Linked DNA regions of Mus musculus: all the other regions are linked to region 2. The links are chromatin contacts, called in public Hi-C maps. All regions are on one chromosome and are shown on one strand. The core of a region is the stretch at or near the end of the contact, and the rest is flanking DNA. Distances in the headings are between cores, read along the strand shown.

The links. Hi-C and Micro-C count contacts between places; a contact is called where the count stands out from the background.
Region 1: a Hi-C map of B cells shows a contact between it and region 2, with 9 read pairs. The contact joins the promoter of Mad2l2 here to the promoter of Cep104 in region 2. A contact is called at or near these places in 1 of 39 promoter capture datasets (cranial neural crest) and 1 of 484 Hi-C or Micro-C datasets (B cells).
Region 3: a Hi-C map of B cells shows a contact between it and region 2, with 5 read pairs. The contact joins the promoter of Zfp933 here to the promoter of Cep104 in region 2. A contact is called at or near these places in 1 of 39 promoter capture datasets (pre-B cells) and 1 of 484 Hi-C or Micro-C datasets (B cells).
Region 4: a contact with region 2 is called in a Hi-C map of B cells, with 5 read pairs. The contact joins the promoter of Fbxo44 here to the promoter of Cep104 in region 2. A contact is called at or near these places in 1 of 39 promoter capture datasets (cranial neural crest) and 1 of 484 Hi-C or Micro-C datasets (B cells).

What each region holds. Positions count from the first base shown.
Region 1 is chr4:148,137,883-148,143,242 of GRCm38.p6, forward strand. Mad2l2 (MAD2 mitotic arrest deficient-like 2) reads left to right here and starts at 2,608. Exons shown (of 8, transcript NM_027985.3): 1 at 2,608-2,952; 2 at 3,033-3,151; 3 at 5,104-5,175. The coding sequence starts at 2,913.
Region 2 is chr4:153,972,740-153,977,458 of GRCm38.p6, forward strand. It overlaps Cep104 (centrosomal protein 104), which reads left to right and starts at 2,822. Exons shown (of 22, transcript NM_177673.2): 1 at 2,822-2,858. It overlaps Dffb (DNA fragmentation factor, beta subunit), which reads right to left and starts at 2,342. Exons shown (of 7, transcript NM_007859.4): 1 at 2,128-2,342; 2 at 1,830-1,956; 3 at 41-229. The coding sequence starts at 2,250.
Region 3 is chr4:147,846,380-147,851,709 of GRCm38.p6, forward strand. It overlaps Zfp933 (zinc finger protein 933), which reads right to left and starts at 2,039. Exons shown (of 4, transcript NM_198619.3): 1 at 1,899-2,039. The coding sequence starts at 1,901.
Region 4 is chr4:148,157,131-148,162,045 of GRCm38.p6, forward strand. Fbxo44 (F-box protein 44) reads right to left here and starts at 2,964. Exons shown (of 6, transcript NM_173401.5): 1 at 2,613-2,964; 2 at 1,407-1,693. The coding sequence starts at 1,671. Fbxo2 (F-box protein 2) reads left to right here and starts at 3,538. Exons shown (of 6, transcript NM_176848.1): 1 at 3,538-3,581. The coding sequence starts at 3,560.

The sequences.
Region 1 (5,360 bases), core at 1,358-3,857, 5.8 Mb before region 2:
GAGGCTTAGTCCTTTCCAGGCTGGGGCTTACAGGCTTTTGTTGTTGTTGTTGTTATTTGCCCTCTCTGTTTCTGTATCTCTTGGGAGTGAATTTCCCTCCATCCCTATTGCTGGTCCCCCGGCTAGTTGCTAGTTGTGAAATGCATACACACTTTCTTTTCACCTTAACTTGTAACTTTCCTTCCCAGCCCCAAATTACATATTGTCTCTATGGTGAAAATATGCAAATAACATTGAAAATGGGGATTCAAGAAACAATAAGTTGCCTCATAATGCAATCTCTGTCTTACAGCCATCCATCACACTGATGTAGCTAACGTGAAAACCCAGGCACTGTAGAGCCAAAGGCAGAGGTCTCCAAGGCAGAGGTCTCCAGCTGGTCCCATGTTACCTTAGCCTCCCGCCTATGCCCTTGTTCCATCCCTGAGGAATCTCCCCCACCCCACCTCTACCCTGCATCAGTAATGAAAACGCTGTTCAGGAGCTGGGGGGTGGGGTGGATAAAGGACTCGGTCATTCCCCACCCCACCATGATGAAAACTCACTGCCCTAAGGTCTACAAGGCAGTGAGCTGCCCAGCCAGCTCTAAGTAGAAAGGGCTCTGTTGAACATGGTGTAATGTGGGGAAGGTCCCCGAGTCTTGAGAAGGGTTGCTGTGCCCACTGACGGGTGTATCAATTCCTAAAGCCAAACCAGCATTCTACCGGCTTAAGCACAGGCATGTTACAGAACGCAGGAGAACTCCACTGGCAGCTCCCATAGTTTCGTGGGCACACAGGTTCCCTGGGGAGCTTGTTAAAGAGCAGAGCCCTGCTGTTAGCCTGCCCTGGTCAGGTAAGTCAGGGCAGCTGGACAGCCAGGGTTTAATAGGGTCCCTGGGGACTGAGATGAAGATGTTGGTGGTAGGTCTGCATTTTGAGACCCGCTTTGCTCACATTCCAGGGTAATCCTCCCTCTGGCCTGCTCCTTATCCCTTCCCATGAGAAGGATATGAATATGGAATTGACAGCTTCTGGTGCGGGGAGTGGGGGGTGGGTGTCATACCACATTGCAGGGATGACCTTTAATGCAACATTTCCTATAGAAACAGGACAAGACAACTCTTACATCCTTGGAGGGCAGAGTCTAAATCAGTGGTTCTCAACCTTCCTAATGCTGCAACCCTTCCACACAGTTCCTCATGTGGTGACTCCCAATCATAAAATTATTTTCATTGCTACTTCATAACTGCAATTTCACAACAGTCAGGAATTGTAAATATCTGATATGCAGAATATCTGATATGCCACCCCTGGGAAAGAGTCATTTGACCCCAAAGGGGTTGAAGCCCACACATTGAACCACTTCTTTAAATTCTCTTGGCTTCTAGGCCTGCCATGTCACCCCTAACTCCAGACCATTTCTCTAACCTCAGATTTTCTTTCAGTTAAACAGAAGGGTGTGAGTTAAGCTGAATTCTCACCTAGCGTCAGAACATATTGCATCCGTGAGGCTTTGGTGAAAGAAGGAACGTTCCTGAGCCTATTGTACATCTATAAAGTTGGGCTGTGAAGGCAATACTTAGCTCCTAGGGCTAATAAAGGAATTAATATAAATCAGAGTTTGGGGAGGTGGAGAGATGGCTTAGTGGTTAAGACCACTGGCTGCTCTTCCCGAGGAAGTGAGAGGTAGGGTACTGGGTGGTGAATGGTGGTTTCAATTTGTAGCACCTATATAGTGGTTCACAATCATCTGTAGCTATAGTTTCAGGAGATCTGACGCCCTCTTTTGGCTTTCACCTGCACCAAGCAGTCACATACTGCCCAGACATAGATGCAGACAAAACACCTACGCACATTAAATAAATAGAATTCAGGGTTTGTAATATAAAAGGGTTCCGTATAATGGATATAATTTTCATACTATTAAAATGATCTGAGGCCCTTTCGACTCCTCTGGAATTGAGTCCGTACCTCTACAGGAAGGACCCTGGAGCAGCACTGCTGCCCGCCCCCTCCGCTTGCTCACGACACAGACAAGTCCTCATTAGGCTCGTCCGCAGAAAAAAAAGACGGCCAGGAACCCACACGTATTCTGAAGATTTATTGAGTCAACTCCCAGACACCCAGCCCAGCGCCTACTGGCTGCAGCTTCCAAAGGTCAGCTATTGAGAAGAAACCATGGGACACTTAGTTCTCTAGGGAGGTCAAGCCCCGATGTTACTTGAGTTTCGGGTCGGGGTGGAGCGTCTCGGTTGCTTCTTACCGTTCCCTGTCCCCGCCCCCAAGCCTGCGGATTCGCTTTCGGTTGGGCAAGCTAAGAGTCCGGGGACGTTGACGCTGGACTAGCAGCAGATGTCGCTGCCCTCCCTTGGTACCCAGCTGTGCTTGCAGCAGGTTCTCACTTGCAACTACTAAAGAGAAATGTCCGGGAGGAGAAAACACAGCGATCATACGCAGAGGCCATGGAAATCTCTTGATCGCTCCCACCTGAAATCCAAAGGCGGTTTAGCTCGTTCCTTGGAGATTCCTGTAGCTCAGGCGGGGCTCCGCCCCTAAGCTCCACCCCCGAGCCTGCCCCGCCTCTCCCAACAGGGCGAGGTTCTGATTGGACAGCTCCGGGGTAGGCGTGGCTTATGGTTGTGCTGGGACCGCGGGAGCACCGCGGTGGTTACTGAGGCCAGGGGATTCTGGAGTAGCGCGTTAGGGGTCTCAGACGGTGGTTTCTATAGCCCGGTCGTAGATTGGAACCTGAGGTCGAAACCGGAGCCGGCGAATCGGGGAGGAGCGTAGAGAGGGCGGGATTTCCGCCGAGAGGGATCCGGCTGCTCAGGGGGCGGGGCTTCCCCCGACCGGGCTGCGTTTCCCGCGTGCGGGGTCGGTTGCCTTGAGTCCCTACAGACACCCTCCACGCCCTCCCCCAGGCGGCCAAGGATGACCACCCTCACGCGCCAAGACCTCAACTTTGGCCAAGGTAGGGATCTGAGCCTGCGGGGGGTGGAGGGAGTGCGATCCTGGTTGGAGTCCTGCTCATCAGCTGTGTCCCCACCACAGTGGTGGCTGACGTGCTCTCCGAGTTCCTGGAGGTGGCCGTGCACCTGATTCTCTATGTGCGCGAGGTCTACCCGGTGGGCATCTTCCAGAAGCGCAAGAAGTACAACGTGCCGGTTCAGGTGAGCCCCGGTGCCCGGCTGGATTTAAAAACCTTTATTCTACTTGCAAGCTTCCTCACTCCTCAACAGAGGCTGATAGCGGACAGCCTCCTGTCTCTCACCACCCAGCCCTTCCCTCCCTGAACTCAGATAAATTCTCTGGGTTAGATGGTTAGCTCTCTGGATGAGAGCTGTTCCAAGCTTGCATTTTAAAGGGTTTCTGAGGTTTGGATAAAGAGGATTCCCATTGTCTGTCACCTTCTTTCTCTTTTCATTCTCCCTAAACTCTAAAAAAATATTTATTAGCCGGGCAGTGGTCGCTAATCCCAGCACTTGGGAGGCAGAGGCAGAGGCAGGTGGATTTCTGAGTTCGAGGCCAGCCTGGTCTACAAAGTGAGTTCCAGGACAGCCAGGGCTATACAGAGAAACCCTGTCTCGAAAGAAAAAAAGAAAAAAAAAAAAAAAGAAAGAAAAAAGGGAAAAAACCAAAAAGAATATTATGATTAATTATTTGTCTCCTTGTTTAGTCTTGGCTGGTGTGGAGTCTCCACTATGTAGGCCAGGCTAGCCCGAAACTCACAGAAATTCTCCTGTCTCAGTCTCTCTAGTGCTGGAAACAAAGGTGTGAGCCACCATACCTAGCTTTTTACTTTTTAAGATCTATATTAATTGTGTGTGTGTGTGTCTATGTCTGTTTGTTGGGGGTGTTCACTGAGGCAGGAAGAACACATGGGAACCCTTGGCATTTGGAAGATGGGGGAATCTGACTCTGAAGGTCCGGTGGCCAGTGCTTTTAGTTTCTGAGCTATCTCTCCAGCCTCTGTTTATTATTATTATTATTATTATTATTATTATTATTATTATTTATTATTAGTTTTTTCGAGACAGGGTTTCTCTGTATAGCCTTGGTGCCTTGGCTGTCCTGGAACTCACTCTGTAGACCAGGCTGGCTTCCAACTCAGAAATCCGCCTGCCTCTGCCTCCCAAGTGCTGGGATTAAAGGTGTGTACCACCACTGCCCGGCCTTATTTTGTATTTTAAGAAATCTAGACCTCATGTAGCTAGCCTGGGCTCACAGTTGTTAGGAAGCTGGGGCTAGCCTTGAACTCCTGATCCTCCTTCATCAACATCCCAAGTGCTAGGATTACTGGAGAACATGCCCCAAGCTTCTTTTTTTTTTTTTTTAAAGATTTATTTTATTTATATGAGTACACTGTAGAAGAGGTTATCGGATCTCATTACAGATGGTTGTGAGCCACCATGTGGTTGCTGGGAATTGAACACAGGACCTTTGAAATAGCAGTCAGTGCCCTTAACTGCTGAGCCATCTCTCCAGCCCCCATGCCCAAGCTTCTTGCGTTCGGTTTTATTTTCCAAGACAGGATTTCTCAGTGTGGTTCTGACTGTCTTGAACTCTATGTAAACCAGGCTAACCTCAAACTCCGAGATCTGCCTGCCTCCCAAATGCTGGGGATAAAGATGTGGGCCACCATGCCTGGCTCCCGGTTTTAACTTTGGACACACAGTAGATGTGCTGTCTTCTTCTCAAGTCGCTTTCCCATTGTAAGGGGGTCAGAGGCACTGAAAACAAAGAGCTACTAAGCACCTTGTGTGTGAGATGTTAAGACATTTGCCTGTGGCTACACAGTTTTTTTTTTTGTTTTTTTCTTCCCTTAGATAGGGTTTCTCTGTATATCACCAGCTCTGTAGACCAGGCTGGCCTCTTTCAACTTAGAGATCCGCCTGCCTCTGCCTTCTGAGCGCTGAGATTAAAGGTGTGTGCCACCATACTTGGCCTGACAGAGTGCCTGTCTTTGAGTATCTCTCCAAGGTTAAGTTAGTGATAGGTTAGATCCCTCAGGCAGGGAGAGCTAGGAATGGCTGTTCTTTGTCCAGAGATGTATGTGTGTGGGTTATTGCTGTTTCTCCTATTCGTGCCTTGGAATTTAACAGCCCTGTGGGGTTGTATACAGATGTCCTGTCACCCGGAGCTGAACCAGTACATCCAGGACACACTCCACTGCGTCAAACCTCTCCTGGAGAAGGTGAGGGGGCCCCCGGTCCTAACGGACACTCTGCACCCAATCTGCTCCTCCTTGCTTGTGGGCTGAAGTGCTCATGTCTTTCAACAGCCAGAAGCCTCAGTCTGAAGGCCACCCCCAGCTAGCAATAGGCCCCAGGGTATGTAGGTCACATCAGGGATGTATCAGTTGAGCCAGATCTATGTGGG
Region 2 (4,719 bases), core at 1,572-4,071:
CCAGACACCCTGGCCACCATGGTCATCCCAGGCCACATACCTTCAAACCAGGATGGGTCCTGCTCCCGGGTCTCTGCAGTAATATTCTGGCTCACGTGATGCAGAAGATCGGCCAGCAGCTTTTGCCTCAGTGGGGCCTGCTCATCTGACAGCAGTTGCCGTGCAGCCTGGATGACGCCGGCATGTGGCTCATTAAACACACTGAGGAAACGTGTGATGTCACTCACATCTGTCACCACCAGGAGACAAACAGAAACACATTCATGCTGTTCTGGCTCCAAGAATTCAACCCAAAGACTGCCAGACATCAGGACTCTGGGGTCACCAACCCTTTCCCTGACCTGACACCCCCCACTGCAGTGATACTACAATTCCTCTGGCCACCTTCTGTCAGGCGAGGGTTGTAGTATCCTAGAAAAGCAGCACACTTGGTCTTTTGTCCTTCTCTCCTCCATACCAAGTCACCTCCTTTGGCCATCTCCTTAGGACCCCATTTTCAGACCTCCCAAGCCCTCTCCTTGGAGTCTTTGCACAAGTGCCTATGGTGAGCTTTCCCATCAAACTAAACACCAAGTGCATTCTACAGAGGGTCTTAACCAAACAGGAGCAAACAGAATTCAGTAACACTTAAAAAGCACAGGCCACAGCCAAATGAGGTTGCAAGTCTGGTTTGTACTCAGAACTCAGTGAGATCCACTGTGTTATTAACAAGCTGAAGAAGTAAGTTCTTGTGATACCAAAGGATGCAGAAATTGCAGGAAGAAACCTCAGACAGCCAGAACTTGACAAGAGGTTCCTGGAGCAAATGCACCATGAAGTGATCATCTGGATCTATCAAGGTCAGAACTCTGGAAGCTGGTTTTGGGGGCACGAGCTTGGAATGTGAGCAGTTGGGAAGTAGAGGCAGGAGAATCACAAGTTTTAGACCAGCCTCGGCCACATGTAGCCTTGTCCTCCCCATTTCCCTTGCAAATCTGAACCTTTTGCTCTAGTACAGAGCATGGAAAGAGCAAGGCCGGTTAGCTATGTGGTTGGAGCTCAGTTTCAATAAAGACAGTGAAAAGCTACACAGCGGGAGATATTTGAAAACCACACTATCTTACATCGAAGTCATAACCAAGATATTCTGGAGGGGGGGGGGGCTAAATATTTAAACAGCTTTATAAATCCGACTAAGAAACACAAAAAACGCGAAGAATCGCTTCTCTGAAGAGTGCCTTCAAGTGGTAAATAGGAAGATAATACCCAATCCCATTAGCCACCAGGGAAATTCGGATTAAGACTACAATGATCTGTCATCACACCTACCTAGAATAGCCTGAATGAAAACCATGATACCTGAGAGCATTTCAGCACACTGGTCGAAGTACAGCCCGGAGCAACAGTGAATGGAACCAAGACCTGCCCTGCCCTGCCCTGCCCTGCCCTGCCCTGCCCTGCCCTGCCCTGCCCTGCCCTGCCCAGCCCAGCCCAGCCCAACCCAGCACAGCACAGCACAGCACAGCACACCACAGCACAGCACAGCACAGCACACCACAGCACAGCACAGCACACCACAGCACAGCACAGCACAGCACAGCACAGCACAGCACAGCACACCACAGCACAGCACAGCACACCACAGCACAGCACAGCACAGCACAGCAGCACCGACCCCAGTCTCAATCCTTCCCTTGCCCTTGGCAGTTTCAAAATTAAAATCAAAGTTCTTCAGCAAAAGCTTTTGGCATTCAGAGCCTTTAACCAGATCTTCTGGGTTCCTGCCCGGGCCCCTCGACGAGGCTTTAAACCGTGTAGGTCCCTCCCATCTCCAAAGTGTTCCTACTCACAGCCATGCCAGGTCTCGCCAGCGGTGAGCAATAGGAGCTCAGCGTCGTTGGGAAGGCCCGGGAAGCAGTCGTCCGTCACCTCCGTGCCATCTTCGTACAGGCACAGCCGGGAACCGGGCATCGGGAGCTGGAGGACAAGAAGATCAGCTTGTCCCACAACAGTCTTGGCTTCCAGACAGCCAGCTCTGCGTACTGTAGAAGCCTAGCGCCTGTCCAAGCCCACCCAAGAGGATGGAAATCGTAGGGGTGGAAGCCAAGGTGCCCGCCGCGCAGTGCTTGCCCGGAATGCAAGACCCACCTGGAAGCGGACGCAGCCCTTACGCAGCAGCTCCTGGCAGCTCCGGGCCGCCACGCCGAACTTGCAGGCGCTATGTAGGGCTCGCAACTTGACGCATTTGGGTTGGCGGAGCACCGCGCACATTGCAGGGCTGCGGTACCGTAGCGACACTGGACTTGTAACGTTCCTGCCCGGAACTGTGGTGCGTAGACGCGGCCCGGAACTCTTTTCTCTACGTAGGTAGGTGCAACCGGAAACGTCCGACTGCAGGACCTGTCCCCAGCCAGAATCCTCGAGGCCTGGATGCGCACGCAGGCGCCGGCGGGCGGACGCGCAGGCGTACCGCGCGGGCCGGCCTGGTTGCTATGGGAGCGCAGCTGCGGCCCGGGCCCTGGGCAGAGGCAGCCCGGGCTGCTCCTCTGCTGCCCTCCTCAGAGGCCCGGGGTGGGGGCGGCTGGACCGAGACCCCTCCGAAGATAGCGGAGGCCGACATCGCAGCGGCCCCGCCTGGTCGTTTCCGCGGCGCTCTGTGACCCTGCGTGGCCTCGGTCTTCGGCAGGCACCCGGGGCGGAGGCTCCCTGACACCTGGCCTTGGAGGGACTGCGCGGCCAGTGCCTGTTCCAGGCCTCCCTGCAGCGCATCTCAGCCTTCGTGTCCGGAATCGGATTCGAGCCCCGCCTTGTCCTCGTCTGCATGCGTTACTGAACAGGAGCAGTTGCCACGAGACTAAAGACTGTAGCTCTGGCTCCGGGTAGGCTACACTTCGATCCGTGTCGTTTGGGGGTTTTGTTTGTTCGCTGGGTTTGGTTTGTTGTGCTTTTTAAGCGTTAAGATTCTCTAAAGCACTCTCAGTCCTTAAAATTACTTGGCCCCAGATCATTACTTAATATTGTAACATTTACGTTTTCTTGAAAAGAAAACTGGAAACACTTTTCATATCCTTGTAACAAAATGTTTGGAAGTTGCTACATTGAGTTCGGGTTTCTGGTTGGAAAGATGACAGGGTAAGTTCATAACCAAAAATAGAAGAGTTGGGGCTTAGTTTATAAGCAATGCTAGGGTAAATGTCAATTGACACTGCTGGCTGTGGCTGCCCTAGTGGCAGCTGGAACACCAGCCGCCTGTGGTAACCAGCTAGTAACACAGCATTGCACAGATCCAGATCTGTGGTGGGCTTTGTGAGGCGGGAAGGAACAGGAGGTGGAAGGGCTCCAGTGAGTGCATCGGCTGAAAATGTACATTTTGTAGATGTCCTTATTGAGGCCCCAGTGTTTTGGCCACGCTGCCCCCACAGCCCTCCTGCAGGGATCTTCAGTACCCGTACTTTGTTTTAGTTTTATTGGGCATACACTTGTATCTGCTGTTAACATTCTGTTCTATGCACCACAGAGACGAGGTAGACAGACCTGATTTTTGTTTGTTTGTTTGTTTGCTTGCTTGTTTTTTGGTTTTTGTTTTTTTTTTTTTTTTTTTGAGACTGTCTCACTGTGTAGCCCTAGAACTACTACATATAGACCATACTGACCTCAAACTCCGAGATCCTCCAAGTTCTGGGATCAAAGGCATGCACTACCACACCTGACACGGGCTCTTGAAGACACAGGGTCTGGTCAAGGCACTGGAGAAGTTCGTTAGATTTGACTATTCTCTAGAATTCAAGTCATAACCGGGCATAGTGTCACATACCTTTAATCCTAGTACTTGGGATGCAGAGGCAGGAGAATCTCTGTGAGTTTGAGGCCAGTCTAGACTACATAACAAGTTCTAGGCCAGTCAGGCCTAAATAAGAGACTCTGTCCCAAAAATAAAAACAAACAAAAAAAAAATCCAAGACAAGAATGGAGACTGGGGAAACAAGGTGTCCGGTCATAATTAGCACTTCTACTCCTACAATGGGGCTGCCTAGGGTTTTAAAATTAAGACCTGGAGAGGGGTGATCAAAGTTGGATTTAAAGAATGTTTGTCTTGACAGGAGCATAGGTTGAACGGGCAGTTGTACCCATCTGGAATAGAGATAAGGAAGAAGGGTGGAATCCAGTAATCCTTCATACCGTGCTGCCCTCTTGTGCTAAAGGGGAGGATGGTGGTTGAGGGAGATCAGCTCGGGGTTCAGAACCTGTGTGAACTAGGAGTGTAGCCTCACAGATTAAAGGAGAAGCATGCCAAGTCACCCAGCTATGCTTATCACTGCTCTCCGCTATTTTCTGGGTCAGTCTCCTCTACTCTGCTGCCGTTACAGCCACAGGGAACTCATGTAGCATCTTTAACAGTGACTTGCCATTCTAACTCTTAATAATTTAATACATACATACCCCAAAACACCAGCAAATGCCAGACAGGCATTGATTCTTGGGATGGTCCTTTTCAAATCCAGTGGAAGAGAAAGATCTAGATTACACATCAAGTGTGTTCACATGAGCCGGATTTCCTGTGGGATAGTTTGGATGTCAGAGTCTATAGAGTATTTCAATGTTGTATCTTATTCCAAGAAACTTCCAATGGACTTCTTTGTTCCGTGTTAGGAGCAGTGGTTTTTCTTCTGATGGTTTACTTCAGCATCTTGCTTAGCAAGTGTTTGATTGGCTTGGTAACTAAGAAGTAACCAAGGGGCC
Region 3 (5,330 bases), core at 789-3,288, 6.1 Mb before region 2:
ACCTTCTCAAATGACATCCTCCAAACTGAATGTACCTAAATGCTGCTTCCTGTGCATCTCTCTGTCTTTGCTCCCAATTCCCTCTTACTCTCTGTGACTTTTACTTAATAATCCTAGGTTCCCTTCCTGTCAGCTGGTTGCTTCTGGCACTTCTTGACCCATGGTTTACTTAATCTTGTTACACTCAGGTTTCACGGTATGATCAGATATCCTACAATAAAGGTCTTGCACAAGCTGTATCTCCTGGAGTAAGCTTCTTAAGAAGAATAGCATCTTGTATACTACTTACAGGGGAAACACGGAAAGAAATGGGAGACTTCTATGAAGTCAGCAGAAACTATCATACAATGGGACAAACTCAGGAGGAGTCTATCAAATTCATGCTGGTCATAGGGAACACAGGATACATCAGGAACATTACTGAACAAGCCAACAGTGGACTTGGGACTAACAACCACAGCCCCACGTGGTGGCAAGAGTTGGGTTCTCAGGATCTGACACAACCTCTCCCCACAGGTCCTGGCTGCAGACCATTACCAGCTTTCCCAAGCATATATCCTTGCTTTAGAGAAGGAGCTCTGTATAAATGATTTTATTCACCTGAGGTAACTGTCTTCTCTGAGGCTTACTGACTCAGCCTATTTACCTAGCCTAGTCCTGAAGGTTTCTAGTCTCTGGACAATCCCAGCTTCAGAGATTTACTGCTGAATAAGCTCGCCTTTCCTAGATTTTCCTGAACTCTTGCTGGCTGGTCAACTCAGCTGTTCTGACTCAAAACTCCTCTCCACACTGACTAATTCAAAATCTTTCTCTCTCTCTCTCTCTCTCTCTCTCTCTCTCTCTCTCTCTCCCCACCCCCCCCCATCACATGGAAAGCCTTACTTGAAAAAAAAAAAAAAAAACAGCCCTCAACACTACAGAGTTGTTCCTTTGCAAGAAATTGACAACAGTGTAGTCTTGCTCATGTTGCAATCTCTCTCTCTCTCTCTCTCTCTCTCTCTCTCTCTCTCTCTCTCTCTCTCTCTCTCTCTCTCTCTTGCTCTCTTCTCACTTTCTCTTTTTCTCCTATTCTCTCTGTCCCCTGCCTGCTTTCTCTTTCTCTGCCTCCCTCTCTCACCATGGTAACTTCCTTGACCTCGGTCCTTGGGGCCAGTGAACAAGAGCGGCTTCCCAATAAACTGACATTTAATATAATCCAAGCTGGCTTGAACTGGCTCATTTGAGCAGCAGAGAACAAATAACTTATCAATGGGAATGGCCTAGCAGCTGGTTGTAAATCTGGTTTGTCTCCTTTGTTCTGCTCTTCAGCCATATTTCTGGACAATCCTAGTGAACAAAAATGTGTATCCTAGCATCCTATCTAACAGACATGGTTAGCATAGTACCCATCTGTAGGGTGTTTTAGATGGCATCCTCACTTATCTAAATTCTATGTGGTGTGACTTACCCTCTCCTAAGCACTGCAATTCCTTTACATCATAAATCCTATTCTTCTACATCACAGATTAACATTGTAGTGTTACCCAACACGTGAGACACCTTTTACAACCGCCACAAAATGAACTCCAAATGGACCTTACAACTAAACGTTAAATGCTAAAGGAAAAAAGTTGTAGAAGATACTGTGAGAAACCAGGTCTCTTCGAGTTTGGCATCTTGCCAAGGATGATCCTGCACACAAGTCCTTACTCCAAATGCTTGGCGCAGAAGCAGTCCGGATAGTGACGTTATTCAGAGCCCACTACCGGGTCCAGGGAATGACTAGAACTAAAACAGACCCCACAGGTGGCCACATCTGGCCTCCGCTTACCACCCAGTCCCGAGGAGAACCCACCACACCAGCTCCCCAGGTTCATCCGCCTGCTCCTCCCCGATATGGGCAGTGACCCTGTACTCACCATGTCGAGACTTAGGACCTTGCCTGAGCGTCCCTCAGACCACCCACTACTAACTTCCCCTTCTTCCTCCTGAAATCAAGGTGGAGAGCTTGCATCTGTAATTCTCAAAATTAACCTGGAAGCCTCCTCTGCCCCGGAACTACGTAAGTTCCTGGAATGCTGGGAATTGTAGTTCTTTGGAAATAACAAAGGCTCATGGGAAAGTACGGTGGTCTAGTTGAATATCTAAAAAGAAACCGCTGTAACACGTGACTGAGGCCGTTCGCGCTGGCAAATTCCGGGGGAATTTTACTGACCCAGGTCTGTCTCTTGGTCAGTATTTAATATTTAATAAATGCCTGCTTTAAATTTGGTTCAAAATTGTTGAGTTGGTCTATTTCCAGCAAAAATCAGGATTAGCGTACAGAGGTTCATAGGACGATAACTCTACCCCACAGTCTCTCTTCAATACGTACACTGGAGAGTGAGCTGAGCTGCCGAGGGCACTGAGTGCCCTAGCTCCAGATTTTTACATCTGGCAACCAAAGTAGAATCCTCACAGAAACAAGCAGTCTCTAGTAGAAGCTAAGATAAGCAGTTAGCCAGAGGGGGTTCCAGCACAAACAGGTTGAGATAAGTTAGCAAGGATATCCTGACCTTGGGTTCCTAGAAGTGGAGTTGAGTAATTTTCCTAGAATTCTTGATCAAGGAAATCAAATTCTAGTTAAACCTGAAATGGCCTCAGCGACAATACATGATGGAGGAGTGATGGGGTCTCTGTCCAGCATCAAGAACGAGAAATGAAGGCAGACATGGTTTAGCATAGGTAGAGGGATCGCTTGACCTTGAGGCCAACTTGATCTATAGAGAGAATTCTAGAACAGCCAGGACTGCAGAAAGGAACCTTGTAGTGCCAGCCTGTGGAAGAGTCAAGGCTTGGCCAAAGTGTGAATGACTTTACTGGCTTCCTGTGAAATCATGGTAGTCGCATGGAAGGTTGTACGCTGGACATTATAACTAGGAAATGTCTGCAATGGGGGAGATGTGGAGACCCTCCTCAGCTCTTCCTTCCTGTGCTCTAGCCTGTTCTAAACTCAAGATCGTCCCATAAAAGATAAGCCACTGAGTTCATCCTTGTTGAACATTCCCCAGGCTTTTTGCCTTTGCCTCTCTGTGAACACATGGAGGATGCATCTTCTTACCTTTTTAGGACTCAGAGTTCTGTCCATAGAGAGGAAGAAGGGCTGTGGGTGACCAGGGATTTCCCTGTGGCCAGCACCTGAGGGCTGAGGATGGCTTCCTAGGATGGCTGAAACTGCAATTGTCCCAGGAATCACAAGCTTGGAGAAGGAAAAAGGCTGCCATTCCTCGGGGCAGAAATTAGAATCGGAGAGTTCTGACTGGTCAGTCCTCCTTGCAGGAGAGACTGGGTTGGAAGTGATAGGCTAGTTTAGCAGCATATGATGGTACATGCCTTTAACTCCAGCACTATGAAACAGTGGTAGCAGATCACTCACTCAGGTTGAGGCCAGTCTGGTCCCCAGAACTAATTCTAGAACAACCTGGAACAAATTCTAGGGATACAAAGGGAAAGAAACCCTGGAGAGAGAGAGAGAGGGAGAGGGAGAGGAAGAGAGAGAGAGAGAGAGAGAGAGAGAATATGATGGGCCAGTGATAAACAGGACCACATTTGACAGAACTCACTTGACAGAGCTCACTTTCTACTTTAATGTTAAACCTCATGTCAAGACCCAGAAGATGGAGTAGGAGAGGGGGTGGGGGGGTGCCTCACTGCCCAGCTCAATATCTTTTTTGAAATACTCATTTTTATTTATATGCATACCTCCATGTAAATATATGGTGTGTGGATGTGTGTGTGTGTGTGTGTGTGTGTGTGTGTGTGTGGCCTCTGAGGCTACCTGGACTTACAGGCAATTGTGAACTGCCCAGTGGATGCACTGAGAACCAGATAGATTCAGGTCCTCCGGAAGAGCAAGAAGAGCTCTTTAACTGCTGGGCCATCTCTTCTGCCTCCTCACATCGATATCTTATCTGCAAAATGCCTTTTGCAACGTCTACTGTGTGTGCTATGGAGAAGAGAGATGAGCATGGCTTGAACTGTACCCCCCACATGTGTGTCCAAGGTCTAAACTCCCCAGCACATGGCTGTATCTGGAGGCCAAGCCTTTAGGAAGTAAGCAGGTTAAGATCAGGCCCTACTCAAATAAGGTTGCTATTCTATTAAACAAGAGACTTCAGCGAGGTCCAAGCATAACGAGATTATGAGGAAACCTGTGAGAGAGTGGCTATCTAGAAAAGAAGGAAGAGACCTTCAGAAGCCAGACCACCAGTGCTTGACATCAGCCCCCAGAACTAGGAGTGGTTAGATTTCTGTTGGGTAAACATAGCAGTCTCTGGTGTTGGGCCATAGCCCAGGCAGGCCAATGGAAGCTACTCCAGGCTCACTGTCCCTGGTCTGAACTGCTTGAGATTAGATCTACTTTAGATTTCAGAATTTTTTTAAAAAGTTTTTTCTTATTCACTTTACATCCTGCTCATTTCCCCCCTCCTGGTAACCCCCTCCCACAATTATTGCCCCCCTTCCCCTTCCCTCTGAGCAGATGGGGTCACCCTGGGTATGCCCCCAACCTTGGTACTTCAAATCTCTGCACTTCCACTCCCGCCAAGTCCAGGCAAGGCAGCCCTGCTCTGAGCAACAGCTTTTGGGATAGCCCCACCCCCAACCCCTGTCCTGTTCAGTTGTTCACAACCCACATGAAGGTCAAGCTGCATATCTGCTATATATGAGCATGGAGGCCTAGTTCCAACCCATGTATGTTCTTCAGTTGATGGTTCATTCTCTGAGAGCCCCACGTGTCCATATTAGTTGATATTGTTAGTATTTCTGTGGCCTTCCTATTCCCTTAGGGGCTGTAATTCTTCCTCCTATTTTTCCATAAGAGTCCTCAAGCTCCATTCATTGTTTGGCTGCAGGTGTATGCATCTGTCTGAGTCAGCTCCTGTGTGGAGCCTCACAAAAGACAACCATGCTAGACTCCTGTCTGCAAGTATAACAGAGTATCATTAATAGTGTTCGGGACCGGTGCTTGCCCATGGGATGGGCTTCAAGTTGGGCCACTTATTGGTTGGCCATTCCCTCAGTGTCTGCTCCCTCCCCTGTGCCTACATTACTTGTAGAAAGGATAAATGTGGGGTTAAGAATTTTGTGAGTGGGTTGGTGTCTCAATCGCTCAACTGCAGTTCCTGCCTAGCTACAGGAGGTGGCCCCTTCAGGTTCCATATCTCTAATGTAGTAAGTCATGGCTAAGATGACTCACATTGATTCTTGGGAGCCTCCCTTATTTCGGGTCTCTATCTAGTCCTGGAGTTGACCCCCACCTCCTCACCCCCATCAGTTGAAGATTTCCATTCATTTTCATGGCCATCTAGCCA
Region 4 (4,915 bases), core at 1,714-4,213, 5.8 Mb before region 2:
CAGGTCACACAGGGCAATATAGCAAGACTCTGTCTCAAAAACAACAAGGCCAGCAAATGCCTCACAGGTAAAGGCCCTTGCCCCCATGCCTGATGGCCTGAGGCGAGTAACTGAGGATCCCATACCTGTGCAGCAGCATGTACAGCCCCCGCCCCCCATGACCTAACACATAAATAAATGTTGAGAGGAAAGGCTGGAGGGGGGGCTTTCTGCAGAGTGCCATAATATCTTAGGGTTGGAGGCTATACATTTTTCTATTTTTATAATCCTTTAAAAAGTTAACTCAGCTGGGCATTGGTGGCGCACGCCTTTAATCCCAGCACTTGGGAGGCAGAGGCAGGTGGATTTCTGAGTTCGAGGCCAGCCTGGTCTACAGAGAGAGTTCGAGGACAGCCAGGGCTACATAGAGAAACCCTGTCTCGAAAAAACAAAAACAAAAAAAACAAACAAAAGGAACTAAAATGTTAACTCAGATGGGCAGAGACAGGAGGGTCTCTACCAGTTCAACAAGGTCAGCTTGGTCTACATGGTGAGTTCCAGGACAGCCATGGCTACCTTTAGTGTAATAATAGAGAGAGCCTGCGTTGTGGTGCTTACCAAACAAAGCAAATCAAACCATAAAACTCTTCTTAATCTGTTGGGTTGGTTTGGGATGTAGTCTGCCTAGCATTGTATAACAGCATGGCTGGGGGTGGGGGTGGGGTAGGGGTGGGGCGGGGGTGGGGCGGGGGTGGGGGTAGGGTGGGGCGGGCAGGCAGTGAGGGGTGGGTCTGGGCTGCCTAGACTAACACCCTCACCACTTTTCTTGATGTTTGACCATGTGACAGGAGACATGGTCCTTCCTATATTGTAGCTTATTCTCAGGCTACAGCACAGCCTGGGCTTTAGGGCATCCAGATGACCAGAAGATAATCTGTTCTTGAACCAGAATGCGAGGGAGACTTCATTGCTCCTTCATCCATTGGCAAGGCCCCTTCTGGAACAGTCTGTAGGTTTAACCTGGGGTCTGTGAGGCCTCATTTCTTTTCCTAGGAAAGATTTTAGGAGAAGCTAGCCTCAGATTCATGATCCTCATGCACCAGTCTCCTGAGTGGTAGGATTACAGGTATCAGCACCATTACCAACTAAGGGTAACTGGTTTGCTTTGAGTCAGAACCTCATGTAGCCCAGACTAGCCTGTAACAGATGGCCTTCAACTCCCTATCTTCTTGTGTAGTGTGTGTGTACCTTGACCTCAGTGTACCTATTTGAAAAGTGGGTGCGTCACTAGTCCCTGCATCTAAGAATTATTTTGAGAGGAATAAAGGCCGTAATATAGCTAAAGGGCTCACAGCCAGTGTTTAGGACGCATACTGTGGTCATCTAATAGAGCATGGGTCCTGTTGAGGCATACTCTCCGCACCCACCTTCAGCACAAGGGTTGTGAAGGAGGTTCCTCTGGAGGCTGCGCAGGAAGTAGAAGATCTTCCAGTCAGCCACAGGCTGGTCCCAGTCCTCGGTGATGAAGCCCTCTTGAAGGCACTTGCGCTTCCAGAGTGTAACCAGGTCAATGAGGTCTCGCCAGAGGCTGCAGACCGGTCGGCAGCGCAGCAGCAGTTGGCGAGCTGGGATGTGGATGAACAGTTCCAGCAGGATGTTCTCTGGCAGCTCGTTGATGTTGCCTACTGCCATGGTGGCGTCTCCTAGCCAGCTCCTGTGGGTATTGGAGAGCCGTGCTATACACCGAGCCTTCTCCCTGGCGAGTGGCAATCCCAGCACCCAGGGATAGAGAGATTCCCAACTCTGCGGGGGGCCACAGAGTTGCTGTGCTGTTCTGACCTTCTGTTTCCACAGTAAACGGGACGAGGGGCTGGGGCATGGTAGTTCCCTCCTGGGTCACTAGAAGCTCAAGGTGCATGGGCCGGGGAGTTGCTTAATAAACCATGAGATCTGATTTCCCCCAACCCGGGCACCTAAGAACAGCCTCTAAGGACGCCCAGGGACCTTCCCAAGGTCACACAAACAGGAGAGGAGGGGAGGCAGCTCCGGCTCTCACTGAAGGTAGAGCCAGCCATTTTCAATAGGCCAGCAGTCTTTTAAGAGGAGGGTAACAATGGGAGGCCTTGTGAGCCCTCCAGCTTGCCACTCTTCATTTCCTCCCCATCCCCCACACGGGGAAAGGGACAGAGATGATGATCGGGGGTTATCACTGGCCCTCAGGACCGGTCACGGAGTACAAAGGGCTCAGTGACGTTCTTAAGATCTCAGAGAATATGACCCGTTTACCTGAGCCTGAGGAAAGATGTACGAGTGGAAAAGAGCCTTCCTATCTCCCTCCCGCACCCCCCCCACCCGCCCCGGCCCCCTGCAGTCTCCCATTTATGCTTGGCTCTAAAACGGGCTACCTTGCTCAAGACCAGATTCAGATCTCTGAGCACCGATGGCGTCCATAGCCCAGTTCTTCGAAGCCTCACAGTACAGTGGGGGGAGGGGAGGGGAGAAAGCCTGAGGCCTGGGCCTTAAAGGCGCTAGGCCCTCATGATCGCAGAGCGCGCGCGCCCCCCCCCTCCCCTCTAGGTCTCTGCCCACTGTGCCTCAGTCCCCGAACTGGGCGCTCCCCCTCCCGCAGTCACCTGCGATCCGTCGCGCTGAGCGATCCTGCCAGGCCGTGGGGCTGTACAGCCCGAGCCTGCGTGGCCCGGAAGGCAGACCTGCCTACTGCCCGCCAAACGTCTCCTTGCTGGGGCGCTCACTGCTCCCCTCCTTCTGTCACCTGCTCTTAGCCGGGTTACGTTGGAGAACAGCACCCAAGACACAGCCCCGCCTACTACTCATCAGACCCCGCCCCATCCCCATCCCACAACACTGGCCCCTCTCCCTCCCCATTCTCCTTGTCAACTACTTTTGGTCGCGCTGCGCCATACCCTTGGATCCTGGGGATGAGCCTTACGGACCAATGGAGGCCCGGGGTGCGACCCGCCCACTGTTTGTCAGACCACGCCCCACGCCCCACCCCATTTTCTCCGTCACCAGCTTTTAGTCCGGCTGCCCCACAACGCTGGGTACTGGAACTGCGCCTTTCTGCCAGAGTTGGTTCACGATGCGGCCCCGCCCACTGCCCTCAAGGCCCCGCCCACCATTCCTTCAGGCCCCGCCTCACCCGCGCACTCCCCGGATTCGCCCCCATCACAGCGTAGGAAAATTACCTGGGGGGTTGGGGAGGAGGAAAGCTCCGATACCCCCAACTCCACTGGGCTCGGCGCCAGCACCCTCTACTCCCCAGTAGTCCGACTCCATATGTCCTCCTGCAGTCATCCTCCAGGCACACTAGAAGCCCACCCATTCTGTAGCTGTCCCTGCCCCTCTCCAGTCCCAGGCTCCTCCCGGAAGCCGCACCTTGGGTTACGGGGCGGGGGGTGGGGGTGGGGGGGTACAGGACTCCCAGCCCTTAGCCGGGGGCCAGAGGCGGGGCGCACGGGGCCTTTAAGAGGCGCGGCGGCGCGGGCCCGGCTGACGCGGGCAGCTCCAGGACTCGCCACCCGCAGCGCTCAGGCTCTTCTCTCTTGACAGCACCGCAGCGATGGATGGAGATGGTGATCCAGGTATCCGCTGCTGGCCCCGCTAGATACAGACTCGGGAGACAGGGCGGACCAGCGCCGCAGAAGGCGCTCAAACTTTCGCGCCAGGAAAACCCTAGAGATAGTCTAGGGAGCAGGTTTCTGCCTGGTGTCGTGGTGTGGAGGGAGGAGGACGCCTGGGTCTCCAAAATGGCATCGGAGGACTCTGGCATCTCAGGCTCCAGACTTCCTGGGGTTTGAGAGCCGGGTTCTTGCAAGCTTTTGCTTCCATGAACTTCTTCCATTTGCTAGCGCTGCCCTCCCTGCCTCTTGAGCCTCCGGAGTCCCCGCGGGGTCCTAGGGTTTACAAACTTTATCCTGCCTCCATCCTAGCTTCCTGAGGGACTCCCTTCTCTGGAGGGGCCGTCTTGTATTGGAGTAGCGGGGCTGTTCCGTGGGAACCAGGCTAGGGGTGAGGAAGGCTGCTTTTGGCAGAAGCTCTGGGTCCTCAAGGATTGCCCAGTCATCTTTTCTGGCACCAAAGACCCCACCCCTTCTGCCCTCCGGCTCCCTGCTGGGCCTGTAGGGGGCTGCTTGCTGAGTCAGACCTGCCTGCCTTGACTCTTATCCCTTCCTCACTAACTATGCTCAGCTCGGAGTGTTCACTCTTTAGGGGAGGAGGTGAGGGAACAGAGGTGGCCAGTCTTCCCTCCTACTCCCAAGTCCTCACTCTCAGTCGGTGCCTGGCTTCAACATCATCCACAGGGCCCCAGAATAGGCTACCGTTTTCTTCCTGCTCCCAGGAAGTCCCTGGGCTCAGGGGCCCAATCCAGGTGAGTGAGTCAGCTTGGGGTCAGCATCCATGGCTAGATAACTTTCCTACAGCAACAATGTGGCAAGTTGTGTGCAAGGGAGCAGGTGGGGGGGGCTGTAATCCGATCTGGGGCCTCAATGCCAGGCCTAGGGGCCAGGAGAGAGGACTGGGTGAGGTGCACCTTTCCGGGGAGCATCAGGTATCTGCTGGGGCCAGGGCAGGGCTGGGTGATGGTAGAGAGGTGAGGACGTTGGGCCCAGCTCTCCAGAGCTGTTGGAAGCAGGACAGACAATTGTTTTTCCTTCTGCTTGATGATGTCCTGTGGTGGAACCTGGAAGAAATGCTAGGACCCTCTGCACCCGTTTTCTCATTGCCAATGAAGGAGTAAACCCCTACATATGAAAATGTGACCAAAACACATCAGAAATGTGGGGAAAGTACGCTGTCTGTCTGTCTGTCTGTCTGTCTGTCTGTCTGTCTGTCTGTCTCTCTGTGTGTGTGTGTGTGTGTGTGTATACAATTCACCATGGCTGATGGAGGACTCACTGTGTGCTCTAAAGAGAGG